Regions from separate parts of the Mus musculus genome. Here regions 1, 2 and 4 are each linked to region 3. Evidence: chromatin contacts called from public HiChIP or PLAC-seq and promoter capture Hi-C data. All regions are on one chromosome and are shown on one strand. Each heading gives the region's core, a stretch centred on a gene start, on an enhancer-like site or on the middle of the called end of the contact. The rest is flanking DNA. Distances are from core to core; before and after follow the strand shown. Region 1 has its middle 16 kb from the start of Snhg20. Region 2 holds the start of Prcd (photoreceptor disc component). Region 3 holds the start of Mxra7 (matrix-remodelling associated 7). Region 4 holds the start of St6galnac2 (ST6 (alpha-N-acetyl-neuraminyl-2,3-beta-galactosyl-1,3)-N-acetylgalactosaminide alpha-2,6-sialyltransferase 2).

What was found. Promoter capture Hi-C pulls out the DNA fragments that hold promoters and counts their contacts. HiChIP or PLAC-seq counts read pairs in DNA pulled down with a chosen protein or histone mark. Capture Hi-C pulls out chosen DNA fragments and counts their contacts.
Region 1: an H3K4me3 HiChIP or PLAC-seq map of embryonic basal ganglia shows a contact between it and region 3, with 2.6 times the contacts expected there. The contact joins the enhancer-like site here to the promoter of Mxra7 in region 3. A contact is called at or near these places in 5 of 39 promoter capture datasets (cranial neural crest, embryonic stem cells, hippocampal neurons and 2 more), 1 of 15 datasets of contacts at CTCF or cohesin (embryonic stem cells), 25 of 484 Hi-C or Micro-C datasets (B cells, the G1E-ER4 cell line, LSK cells and 13 more), 10 of 115 datasets of contacts at active chromatin or transcription factors (astrocytes, differentiating embryonic stem cells, embryonic basal ganglia and 6 more) and 3 of 9 other capture datasets (adipose tissue, embryonic stem cells and pancreatic islet).
Region 2: a contact with region 3 is called in a promoter capture Hi-C map of embryonic stem cells, with 2.7 times the contacts expected there. The contact joins the promoter of Prcd here to the promoter of Mxra7 in region 3. A contact is called at or near these places in 18 of 39 promoter capture datasets (the 3T3-L1 cell line, the C10 cell line, the HPC-7 cell line and 11 more), 1 of 15 datasets of contacts at CTCF or cohesin (embryonic stem cells), 84 of 484 Hi-C or Micro-C datasets (the AML12 cell line, B cells, CD8 T cells and 57 more), 33 of 115 datasets of contacts at active chromatin or transcription factors (CD4 T cells, the HPC-7 cell line, the NIH/3T3 cell line and 23 more) and 5 of 9 other capture datasets (adipose tissue, embryonic stem cells, liver and 2 more).
Region 4: a promoter capture Hi-C map of liver shows a contact between it and region 3. The contact joins the promoter of St6galnac2 here to the promoter of Mxra7 in region 3. A contact is called at or near these places in 4 of 39 promoter capture datasets (the C10 cell line, cranial neural crest, hematopoietic stem and progenitor cells and 1 more), 1 of 15 datasets of contacts at CTCF or cohesin (the NIH/3T3 cell line), 22 of 484 Hi-C or Micro-C datasets (3T3-L1-derived adipocytes, the G1E-ER4 cell line, bone marrow-derived dendritic cells and 11 more), 14 of 115 datasets of contacts at active chromatin or transcription factors (acute myeloid leukemia, craniofacial prominence, embryonic hindbrain and 8 more) and 4 of 9 other capture datasets (adipose tissue, embryonic stem cells, liver and 1 more).

What each region holds. Positions count from the first base shown.
Region 1 is chr11:117,058,833-117,061,891 of GRCm38.p6, forward strand. No RefSeq gene overlaps it. Among named protein-coding and RNA genes, the nearest start is that of Snhg20, 16 kb to the right of the region's middle. Within about 2 kb of position 1,274, at least 48 of the 459 cell types and tissues checked have an H3K27ac peak or open chromatin away from gene starts, as enhancers often do. A contact at or near this core is called in the G1E-ER4 cell line, the N1E-115 cell line, cerebellum and 6 more, where this site is marked.
Region 2 is chr11:116,655,785-116,658,634 of GRCm38.p6, forward strand. Prcd (photoreceptor disc component) reads left to right here and starts at 1,324. Exons shown (of 5, transcript NM_001163318.1): 1 at 1,324-1,523; 2 at 1,754-1,822. The coding sequence starts at 1,453.
Region 3 is chr11:116,826,701-116,829,400 of GRCm38.p6, forward strand. It overlaps Mxra7 (matrix-remodelling associated 7), which reads right to left and starts at 1,346. Exons shown (of 4, transcript NM_026280.3): 1 at 1,029-1,346. The coding sequence starts at 1,298.
Region 4 is chr11:116,693,034-116,696,045 of GRCm38.p6, forward strand. It overlaps St6galnac2 (ST6 (alpha-N-acetyl-neuraminyl-2,3-beta-galactosyl-1,3)-N-acetylgalactosaminide alpha-2,6-sialyltransferase 2), which reads right to left and starts at 1,627. Exons shown (of 9, transcript NM_009180.3): 1 at 1,404-1,627. The coding sequence starts at 1,525.

The DNA of each region.
Region 1 (3,059 bases), core at 24-2,523, 230 kb after region 3:
GACTCATGCTTCAGTTTGTTGTGGGGACCTTAGAAGAGGGGTAGACATTGTTTACAGTTCCCCAAGGAAAGAATTCTCACAGGAGAGCTGAGGGCTCCGTAGAGGATTGTAACTATCTCTACCACCTCATCCTTGCTGAGCTAAGCAGGGGAAACTGAGGCAGCCTCCTCCTCCCTCCAGCCCACCAGCTCTTTAGTGGCTGTTTCAGTGTCCTATGGCTATCATAGCTAAGTCTCACAATTGAGATTAAACAATGGATACTGATTTTTCTCAGGATTCTGGAGGCCAGAAGTCCAAAGCTGGGGTCTGGGCAGGGCCTAGTTCTTTTTGAGTCCACTTTCCTTGGCTTGCAGGTAGCTGTCTTCTCCTTGTGTCTCTTCAGATCGTTTTCCCTGTGTGCCTGCGTCTGCACTTCCTCTCTTTCGTGCGCATGTGTAGTCATCTGTGTGCCTCTCTCACTAGTCTGGACTCTCCAAGTTGGGCTAGGCTGCCTGGCAGCAAGCCTGGAGGTCCACGTCCCCCTCCCGTCAGGATTAGAAGTGTGCAGGGCCGCTATCTTTTTTACACAGCTGCCATCTTTTTTACACAGGTTCTGGGGACTGAACTCAGGCCAGCATTTTCCTGACTGAGCCACCCTCCCCAGACCTACGGCCTTCCTGCTAAGAACACCAGTCATGGGATGAGACCCTAAGACATCTTCAGTTGATCACCTCTGTAGAGACTCCGCCCCCAGGGCTGAAGAGGTGATTAAGAGCATGCAGGAGATCTGAGGTCAGTTCCAGCTCATGAGCCCTATACTACAGCTCTAGGGATACCCAGTCCACACACCCACGACGAGTACACACATAATAAAAAAATAAAATAAATCTTATTTTATGCCGGGCGTGGTGGTGCACGCCTTTAATCCCAGCACTCGGGAGGCAGAGGCAGCCGGATTCCTGAGTTCGAGGCCAGCCTGGTCTACAAAGTGAATTCCAGGACAGCCATGGCTACACAGAGAAACCCTGCTTCGAAACCAAAAAAAAAAAAAAAAAAAAAAAATTATTTTATAGCCCCTGTTTCTAAATGAGGTCACACACAGTTCAGGGTCCTAGCAGTCAGGACTCCAACCTATGCATGTTGAGTAGGAGCGGACACATTAGCTTATACCGTTAGTGACATCTTTTCCCTAAAGCCAGAAGGTGCTGTTGGAGCTGCCTCCCTCTGTCACTGCACAAGGCTCTCTGGAACCACCGAACTGGGAGAACGATGCACCCTAGCAGCCAAGTGGCTTGGAAAACGCATTTAGGCTCAAACAAAAGGCACCAATTGAACAAAGCCAGCAAGACACAGCACTAATTAGCAGCCACACTTTGTTTCTCCCCCCATCCAGCTGCCTCTGGAATCAGAAAACAACCATTCGAGTGAAAGCCATGAAATTAAAATGCTTTTTAAAAAAACGGGCTAATGTTCTGCGGGACCGTGTTTCCAAGACAGCCTTTGTTCCGTCTTCCGGGCTTTCTCATCAGCAGAAAACACTGTCTTGGATTGACAGGGGCAGGAGAAGATAAGAAGCCAGCCGCGGCCCTGAACACATCTCTGGCAATTTTCTCTTCTATCTTATCGAAACCTCCAAGACACGTTATTTTCATCTGACGTGTGGTTCCAATTTGAGGAAGAAAGGAACCTTTTATCCCTTCCATCCCCACATCTTTTTTTTTTCCTCCCTCCCTCTCCCAAGTCCCGAGGGAAGCTTTGGGGGATGAACATTCTACCACTTGCCAGGGCTTTGGAATCCCAAACTCCTGCCAACAGTGGTGTGGGGACTGATAATCCTCTTTCAACCTGGAACGTCCAAGGTGTTACTATAGTGCACACCGGTGTGCCGTGTGTGGGACCATCACAGCTTGATGGCAAGCAGGTGCGGAGACTCTGCCACCCACTTTCACCCTTCACTTCCGGGTGGACAGCGGGGGGGGGGGGGGGGGGGTGGCAAGAGCATTTAACCTCTGAGCAGCTGCCCTGTTCTATCTCAGGCTCTGCAGGCCACCTGGCGCTAAGGCTCAGCGGGCAAAGACTTAGTGGGCAAAGATCAATGTCTTTTTCAGGCTGCCTCCGGAGCTGTGATTAAAAAGCCCTTTCAAGGTGACGATTGATAGCCCTAAGGCTAGACTGTCCTGCCCCTACTGGAGGACCTCTGGCAGGCAATCAGACATATGACAGTGGTTCTCAGGGACAGTCTAAACCACTGGGACAGCAGAGGTCCCCCAGGCTATTTGGGCAAAGAAGAGGAAAGTTTTTTGGGTGACACAGCATATACCTTGGGGGGAACAGTGACTGTGTCTTGCTATCATTCTGTTTTCTTTTGTTTTTTTTGGTTTTTTTTTTTTTTTTTTTTTTTTTTTTTTTTTTTTTGAGACAGGGTTTCTCTGTATAGCCCAGGCTATCCTGGAACTCACTTTGTAGACCAGGCTGGCCTCAAACTCAGAAATCCGCCTGCCTCTGCCTCCCGAGTGCTGGGATTAAAGGCGTGCGCCACCACGCCCGGTTTATCATCCTGTTTTTATTCAGGTGTCACTGGTGCTAATTATCAGAAGGGGTTAAAAGCTGGAGAGTTGCCTCAGTGGTTAGAGCACTTACTGATCTTAGCCTGGTTCAATTCCCAGCTCCCACATGGTAGGTCACAACCTTCTTTAACTCCAGTTCCAAGGGACCTGACCCCATTTTCTGACCTCAGGTACTAAGCACACACGTGGTCCACAAACATAGGCAGACAAAACAACACTCCTACACATAAAAATAAAAACAAATCTTAAAACAAATGTATACAACTTTCCTTGGGGGCTAGAAAGTAACATGGCTGCTATGCACCCCAGTCTAGCCTCTGTCCTCCATATGCACACACAGTCATACTCGTGCACACACACGTGTGCGCACACACTCTTCCCTACTCTCGTGGAGCCTGAGTTGTTGGTTTTTGTTTGTTTGTTTTTTAAAGATTTGTTTATTTCTTTTATGTATATGAGTACTCTGCAGCTATCTTCAGACACACCAGAAGAGGGCATCAGATCTCATTAGGG
Region 2 (2,850 bases), core at 74-2,573, 170 kb before region 3:
ACATTACCTCCCACCTTGTTTAGGAAGGAAAACTGAAGGTCCTGGAGAGGTGATGGCCCAGGTGGGTTTAGGTCCCAGCATCACTCAGCCCTTGTCTCAGCCCTGTGTTGCTGACTCAAGCCCTACTGCCCAAGGCAGCTAGTTGCCCAGGAGGTCCAGGTGGGATGTGCAAAGAGTATTTCTATCGATTCTCAACTTCTCCTCTGACTGTTGTATCTCCATAACATAGGATTATATTGGTACAGTAGTCTAGTATATAATTGATAAGCTTATAATTTGTATCTAAATTACATAAGATTGTTATATAAGATAGAATTTATAGTTCTGTCTGTGTGCACACCTCGACTCTGCCTTTTACTGCAAAGGGAGTGTAATTAGGAAAGCTCAGAAGGTGCAGGGGAGGCCTGGTGCACGCGCACGCATGCACACACACACACACACACACACACACACACACGCACACACACACGCACACACACATGTGCACGCACACACTCTCACACACATGCACATACTCTCACACACACGCACACACGTGCTCGAGCACACACACACACACACTCACACACACACACACACACACACACACACACACACACACACGCTCTACTCTCTGGTCCTCCTGGTCCCATCATCCATCTCTTCTCCTCTCTGCCATTCTCTCCTGCCTTGGCTGCGACAGTGCAACTCCCCTGCCTCGCAGCCTCGGTCCCTGAAGACTGGCAAGCTTTCATGTCAGCAGCCCGGCAGAGTTGGCTGAGGGCCCGTCCTTCTCTGGCACCTGCACGTTCAGACACCTCCTGTGATAGCTCACTCTTTCTCTCCCGTATGGGAGACTGAACTTAGGGCCTTGGAACCCCAGGCAAGTACTCTGCTACAGAGTTATCGCCTCAGAGCTCTTTGAGACACTCTCATTAGGTTTCCCAGGCTGGCCTCAGAGCTCTCTGGAGCTCAGCCAGGCTTTGAACTTGAGGTGCTCCTCCCCTCCCCAGTGGCTTACAGGTCTTTGTCACCGGGCCAAGGCCCCAGATCCTCTTTGAAGCTATCCTTGATGCTTCTAAGTCCTCAAGTGCTCTGCAGGTACATTTAACAGTGTATGGAAGTAGCTCACTTAGCTCGATTGCACTACGTGCCTTGATGCCAAAGCCCGGATAGTAGTGAATGTTCTGGGTAGAACATTCTGGAGGGGCACTCAGGGTTACCTGGCATGCCTTGAAGGAGGCTGACTTACTCTGCCACTAGAGGGGAGATCTTGGGCCTGGTGAGTTTAATCTCTCTTCACAAGGTCAGGTCTGCCCACTCCACTAATCAGCTTGAACGTCCTAATCCCTTCCCAGGAACTTCAGGAAACACAGCGGTGGCTTGGGAGAGGTAGGCTGGCCATTGTGGCTCCCCGGCCCTGTGGCCTTCTTCAGCGGAGTTGGTCGTCGGTGGGGATGGGGCAGCTGAGCCATGTGCACCACCCTCTTCCTGTTCAGCTTGGCCATGCTGTGGCGCCGTAGATTTACCAACCGAGTGGAACCGTGAGAAACTGATGGGGCTGTGGATTGGGGTCGTGGGTGGGAGGGACCACCAGGGAGAGTTACAGACAAGCTGGTCTGGAAAGGAATTCAAAGGACACCCTGGAGGGGTCCCTCTTGGAGCTAGTGGTGTGGGTTGGAGCAGCCAGTGCTGTGCTGCTGGACTGTGGTAAAGGGGTGGGGCAGGGGCTGAGCACTGCCTACAGGTTCTCTTGCCTGCTCTTCCCTTCCAGAGAGCCCAGCAGAGTGGACGGGACAGTCGTGGGCAGCGGCTCAGACACAGACCTTCAATCTACCGGCAGGTGAAAGAGAGTCAGGAGTGGGGAAAGTAGTGCTAAGGAAACTATTGGTGTGTGCGCCTGTGTTTGTGTGCGCATGCGCGCACAGGCACTCAAATACCGAGTTCTAGCCCTAGCCCTAGCCCTCACCAGTCACTCCTTGTGTAGTGGGCAGGTTAGGTGGCAGAGGGAGTCCTTGCTCCTCTTTTCTGAACCAATGCTGTGTGGCTTTGCTTCTGTGATGTGAGTGTGGGGCAGTCCCCAGGAGGACCTTCTGTTGGAGGAGCAGGGAGCAGAGGGAGGAGGCAGGAGCCACTCTGGGTCGATTTGCTGCTCTCTTGTCCTTGGCCCTCCTCCTCCTCCTTCCTCTGCCACGGACGGGCTCTGCAGCTCCGTTGCCTGAACCTCCAGCAGGATTCGCTGTCCAGTCCCCAATAGAAGGCGCAGGAGGTGCATGACGTCATCGACACTAAGTGTCATTGGCTGGGCTGCCCCTGCGGGCAGGACGCTGTCTCCAATGGCCTGAAAGTTAACTCTTCCTTAGGTTGCAGCCATGTGGCCTTTGGGGAGGCAAAGTTGTGCATTCTTCCTGACTTTTCCTTCCCTGGTTTTCCAGAGTCTCCACGCCCGTCAAGACACTACAAAAGTGTCAATTTAGTACCTATGTGTAAGGTTATGTCCCGTGGACTCCCTAGCATGGGCAGGATCCCAAGATCAACTCTCACTTTTAGTGAAAACAAAGGGCAAAAAAGATCTCCCGGGCCTTCAGGATTTGGGGCCCACAGGAGGAGGGTGTCCTTACTAACTTGGCTCAAGTCAGTGTGGGCGGGTAAACACATACCATGCCCCCTAAAGCTGGAGTTGTGGACAACAGCTGCACAGCTGCGGAAGCACAGTGGAACTGGGAACTCGTGCTAGCTGTACTCTGGGCTGCATAGTGGTACTCCCGTCTGCATGGCCGTCCTCCCGGCTGCATAGCTGTCCTCCTGGCTACATAGCTGTCCTGGTCCTGGCTGCATAGCCGTCCTCCCGGCTGAGTACTTGATGGGTGC
Region 3 (2,700 bases), core at 96-2,595:
TCACCCACTTGTCAAGCAAAGAGCCTGCTAGTAGGGAGTCTGGCAGACTCAGCAGAGAAAGGCCTGAGCCCAGTCTCATTGCCGCCTCTCCTGTCCCAAGAGCTTCACTCCAGGGTAAACCATTGTATCCAGCAAGGGAAGGAGGCGGCTGCAGAGAGCCAACAGCTTGCCCACGGCGGCTAGCCCACGGCTTGCCCACAGCTTCCACTATGCTAGCCCACGGCTTCCTAACCATCCTGCCACCCAAGAACAAAGTATTGAAATCTGACCAGAGACCAGAGCATGTGGCCTGGCCTGGCACTGTGACATCCCAGTATCCCGGGCAAGCACGGATCCAATCTGCAAAGATGCATCTCAGAGACTGAACGCGTGAGGGGTACCCTGAAGACTGGTCAGCTGATAGCTCCTAGGAGGTGGGCAAGGTAGTTTGGGGGTATCAACTGCGATGGTCAGGGCCTCCTCTTGCACCTTTTGTTTCATATAAGCTGGGCTCATCCCAACGCAGGGGGTGGGGGGGTGAGGAGGTGTCAACGCCTACAAGCAGTTTGAAAGCTACAATACCATGGTCCCAGTAAGTGCCTTCCTCAGTCCCGTCCTTCCAGCCTCACAAAACGCCCACACTGACTCTGGAATCTGGATTCGAGTTGACCTAAAAGACAGGCAACTTCTCTTCTTGCACATCCCACCCCAAAGTACTGTGTTGTCAAGAGAGAGCTCACTTTAATTCAGACCTTGAAGTAGGACACGTGTTTGTGGATTTAGGCAAGGGTGGGCAGAAGCCAGGCAAGAGGAGGGTGCTGCAGGGCAGAGTGTCAAGGGCCTTGAAAGGCCCGGGACGGCCAGGACGGGGAGGAAGGGAGGACAGCTCCAAAGCAAGGCACTTGGAGGCACTTTGGGGGAGGATGGAGCGTCCCAGCCCCAGGAACCCTCCTTTCCTGCCGGCCACTAGCTCGGCCCTTCCTGGGCAGGTCCAGCCAGCAGGCTCGTAGGCGCCCTCCCGGGGACCCCACGGCGATCTCGGAGCGTACCTGCCTCCCCTCGGCCGCTGGCTCCTCCGCCTCGGACTCCTCCGGCTCCGCCACGCGCTCGGACTGGCTCGGTCCCTCCGGTGCAGGCTCCGGGGCGCAAGACTCTGGAGGTTCAGGCGGCGCAGGAGCCCCGGGGGCCTCGTCCGAGGCGGTGCTCTCCGGGGCCGGGACCCGGGCCGCCCCACGCCGCAGCAGCAGCCAGGCGAGCAGCAGCGCCAGCGCCGTGACCAGCGCGGGTAGCGCGGCCAGCAGCTCGACCGGCGACTCCATCGCGCCGTGGCCGCCGAGTGGCCGCCAGCCCGGACCCCGAGGGAACCCGCCGCGCCCCGCCGCCAGGCCACGCCCAGGGGCGGAGTTTCGTCAAGCCCACGCCCCTCGCGCCCTGGAGTGATTCGGAGTTCGGACCTTGGGAGGCGCTGAAAAGCTCGCTCTGGGGCACCATCTCAGCTCAGGCTTCAGTGCATTTCTGCCCTACAGAAGTTCATTTAGAGATGGTAGTGCAAACAGAAGAGAGCATCAGATTTCGTTACGGATGGTTGTGAGCCACCATGTGGTTGCTGGGATTGGAACTCAGGACCTATGGAAGCGCTCTTAACCGCTGAGCCATCTCACCAGCCCTTCCAAAGAACTCTTAAGTTTCTACTAGGGACATGGTGGCTCTTGCCTTTGATAACAAATCCCAGAACTCCAGAGGCAGAGACGGATGGGTCTATGTGCGTTCAAATACAGCCTGCTTTACACAAGCAAGCCCCAGGCTGTCTAGACTGCCTATGAGACATGGCGGAAAGAGATGAGAGGTTGGCAGCATGGCCCGCAGTTGCAGCATTCACAAGTTTCCGTTAACCACCACTGAGAAGAGACACATCCCCTCCAGCCCAGAGGCTGTGGGGATAGGATTGGGCTCTTCCTGCTGCTGGCTGGAGCTCACAGCTGTGAAGATGGTGTTAAGAAGGCTGGTTTTGTTTTTCTGTATCTTTCCCACTGCTCTCTCTATTGGTTAAAGTGTAAAACACACTGTAGCAACTGTCTACCTCCCTAGCACACCCCATCCGCCTTTTAGTTACTTTGAATAAATACAGGGCAAAGTTTGTCAGAAACAAAGAACAACAGAAAGCAACTGGGCTTAACAGGTGCCTGTAACCCCAGCATTCAGGAGGTGGAGGTAGAATTCATTCAAAGCCTGTCAGGGTTACATAGTGAGTCCCGTTTCAGCCTGAGCTACATGAGACCCTGTCTCAAAAGAACAGAAAGGGGTTGGGCTTCCCAGCTATTTAGAAAGCCCAGTAGACCAACCTGAGCAGTCTCAGCTCACACAACAAAACGGGGCTCCAGCTTTGGCTAGATGCTAGACCAGAGTTGTTTTGTTCTTGACATGTGGCAGAGGGGAAGGAATCCTAAGCCTACCAACATACTTACACATACAATGGTAAGTGCTCTACCACGGTAGGAGCCACATCCTACCAGGGAGAGTGACTATCTTACTGGGAAGAAACAGCACCATCTCACTTGTGAGCTCCAGCCATGACAGGAGGATCCCCTGTCAGCAGCGGGAAGGGCCCAATCCTATAACCACAGCCTCTGGGCTTAAGGGGGGATGTGTCTCCTCTTAGTGGTAGTTGATGAGAAAAACTCAACTATACAAAAAAGGCTTTGTCTCTAGGCTCCTGGCTTC
Region 4 (3,012 bases), core at 377-2,876, 130 kb before region 3:
ATATCCCCAGCCCTCAAATCAGATTTTGAAAGGAAGAAAGTTCTCCTGAGAAGGAAAAAGGTTTTGCCAGATGCACTAGGGAGACACCTTGGGGCTTTTACCCCTTTCACAAAGAACTACAGTCAACTTCAGAACACTGAGAGCGGCAGAGGCAGTCTTCCACAGGAGAGGGCACGCCAGCTGGCTATCCAATACCAAGTGGTCAGCCCTGAAAGCATATGTACAAACTACATTATACAGACTGAGCAGGCTATATTTAGGAATATATATGTATATATATATATATATATATATACACACACATATATATACACACATACATACATATATGTGTGTGTATGTATATGTGTATATATTATGTATTCACATATACATATATGCATTATATATGTGTGTATATACATATATGTACATATATACATATGCATGTAACAACAATTAAAAATTTAAAAGGGGGCCAGCAATTTGAAACATCAAGGAGGAGTATATAGGAGACTTCAGAGGGAGGAAAAGAAAAGGGGCTACCAAGTACTTATGACCTCAAAAATAAAAGAAATAATAGCGATATTGTTTAAAAAGGAAAAGCTCTGATGAGGTGTGATCCAACTGTAACCGACCTCCCGTGTGAAGTCATGTTAGGCCCTTTCTAGGATGTTGCCAGCCTCAGCGCTGCCAGCTAAGGGGACCAGACTCAGTGGTTTGTTATTTTGCGACTGATGTGTGTCCTTCAGCCAGACACTAGATACCCACTTGTTCTCATCCCATCAAGGCTTGCTCAGGAGTGTGCAGAAGCTGCGTGCTGCGCTGTGCGTTTTTCCGGACCCCCTCGCCCAAGCCCAGATTCTAGGTATGGCTTAGGTCACCTCCCCGAAATAAAGCTAAACCCTCTCGAGGCTCCTTCAGTGAGCCAGGTGGAGGCTCAAAACAAGTTCTGTGTGTTTCCAGACGGAGTTTGCATTTCCCCAGGGCCATGCCCAGATGGAGCTTATCAAGCTAACTACTCAAACAAATAATAGATCCAGGTAAAAGGGAGCCAGGTGCAGGTAGGCCTGAGCTCAGAGTCCAGAGTGAGGAGTGAGCCAAGCAGTAGGAGACTGGCCACCTGAAGAGAAGGACAAAGTTGAAAAACAGGGGACTTGAGTCCCCACCCTAAAAGTGGATCCAGGAAGAAAGTGGCAACAGGGAGCTTCCCAATTAGGCCTGGACGGAATTCACCAAAAACGCCAGGGTCGCCAGCGTGCTCCGGACCGAGCAAAGGCCCCAGGGTCCGGGAGGCAGCCTGAGATTAAGGCGGCAAAAGGCGCGTCGCCGCTTCGAGTCGCTCCAGGGTGTCCGCGGGCGTCCGGAGAGCTGGGAGCGCACGCCCTCCCCGCGCCCTGGGCGCAGCGCCCCGCAGCGCTTACCTGGCGGGAACCTGGGTCTCAGGGGACTGCTGCCCCGCCGAGGAGTACAGCATGAGGAGGATCCCAGAGCTGGTGGCAACGAGCAACAACATCCGAAAGAGCCAGCGGCGCGGGAGGTCCATGTGAGCCTGGCCGGGGTGCGCCCCGTCTGCCGCCCTGCTCACCGAGCCCCCGGCCGGAGAGGACCGTCCCAGTGGGACCCGCGGAGGCGGCGGCCCTGCTCTGCCCCGCCCTGCCCAGGGCGGGCTGCCGCGCGCCTCCGGGTCCTGCAGCTCCCCCCTGTGTCCTCGCCAGGCCTTAGGTCGCAGCAACTCCAGAGACTGAGCGTCTCTAAGGCCGTCGTGCAGCTGCGGATGGCTGGAGCCGCGAGCGCTGTTCCAGGGCTGTCCCCGGGGGACTTCGATGGCGGCTACCCCTGAGGCTGCTCTCCAACGAGAGCCACACCCCGGATGTACCTATTCCAGAGTCGGGCAGGGATGTACGGTTCTCACCGTCCAGGGCAAGCATGTGCAGTGAAGGGTGGGAAGGGCACGAGGAGACAAGGCTGTCTGCTGCCCTGATTGAGCACTGTGCGCTTAGGGATGTCCACCCCAGGTTTCTGGACCAGAAGCCGGTGGCTGGCAGCTGTGAAACAATCTGGCCGGCTCCCTCACAAGGACCGAGGACTTGATGGGTTAAGGCTCTTGTACCTTATGTACTTGCAGAAGAGTATATTCAAATAATGGAAGGAAACCCCTTAGCTTGGATTTGGGGTTAAAGGTGGAGGGTTCAGGTAGGGAGCCGCCGGCCGTGGGGTGCACTAAGGGGCTTAGGTTGTCATCTGTTTATTTGGTGACTACCCATTGAGATGGAGGACGTCACGCAGGGAGCCCGCGGTGATGGTTGTTACCTCTCTGTTTGGCAACACGCAGAAAAGCCAGGCCTCTCCATGCGCTGCTCAGACTTGGCCTGAGAGGCGGAGAGACTGGGAGAGGTGGAGCATCAACATCGCCCGGGGCTGGGGAAACTGGCCTGCTCTTTGGAAGCAGAGCCCTTTCTGTCTGTGAGCCATCGGTGGTGTGTTCTTCAGTATAGTCTGGGAGAGTGGACCTCGGCTCCCCAAGCTTTAATCTGGTCTGATAGCTGAGAAAATTGGGGTTCACGAATTGGTATCTGCCCAGTGTCAGACCCTGGGTCTGTGGATAAGAGCAGCTTCTTCAGTCTGCGACCCAGTCTTGTGTGGGCCAGGACGGAGTCCCTGGAGTGTAGCCAATCAAATCAATCCTGCCCTTTGTTCCCGAGCTGAAAGTGTCGTGGTGCTAATGGCCACAGCTAAGAATTTGTGCTTTCACGTTTTGTTTTATTCTCCATGTCCATACACTTGTTGATGTGCAGGCACACGTAATTTGTAGAAGATCTCGTTCTCTCCTTCTACCAAGTTTGTCCCAGGAATTGAACTCGGGACCTTGGGCTTTATCTGCTGAGCCATTTTGATGGCCCCTGATTTCCAGTTTTTCCTTTCAATCTTTGCGCTCTTCCTTTGTCAAAATTGCTGTTACTTAACCCTGTACAGTTTCTTCCCTTCCTGGGGATGCTCGCTCTCTCCTCCTCCGTGGGAGTTGCCCCCCAT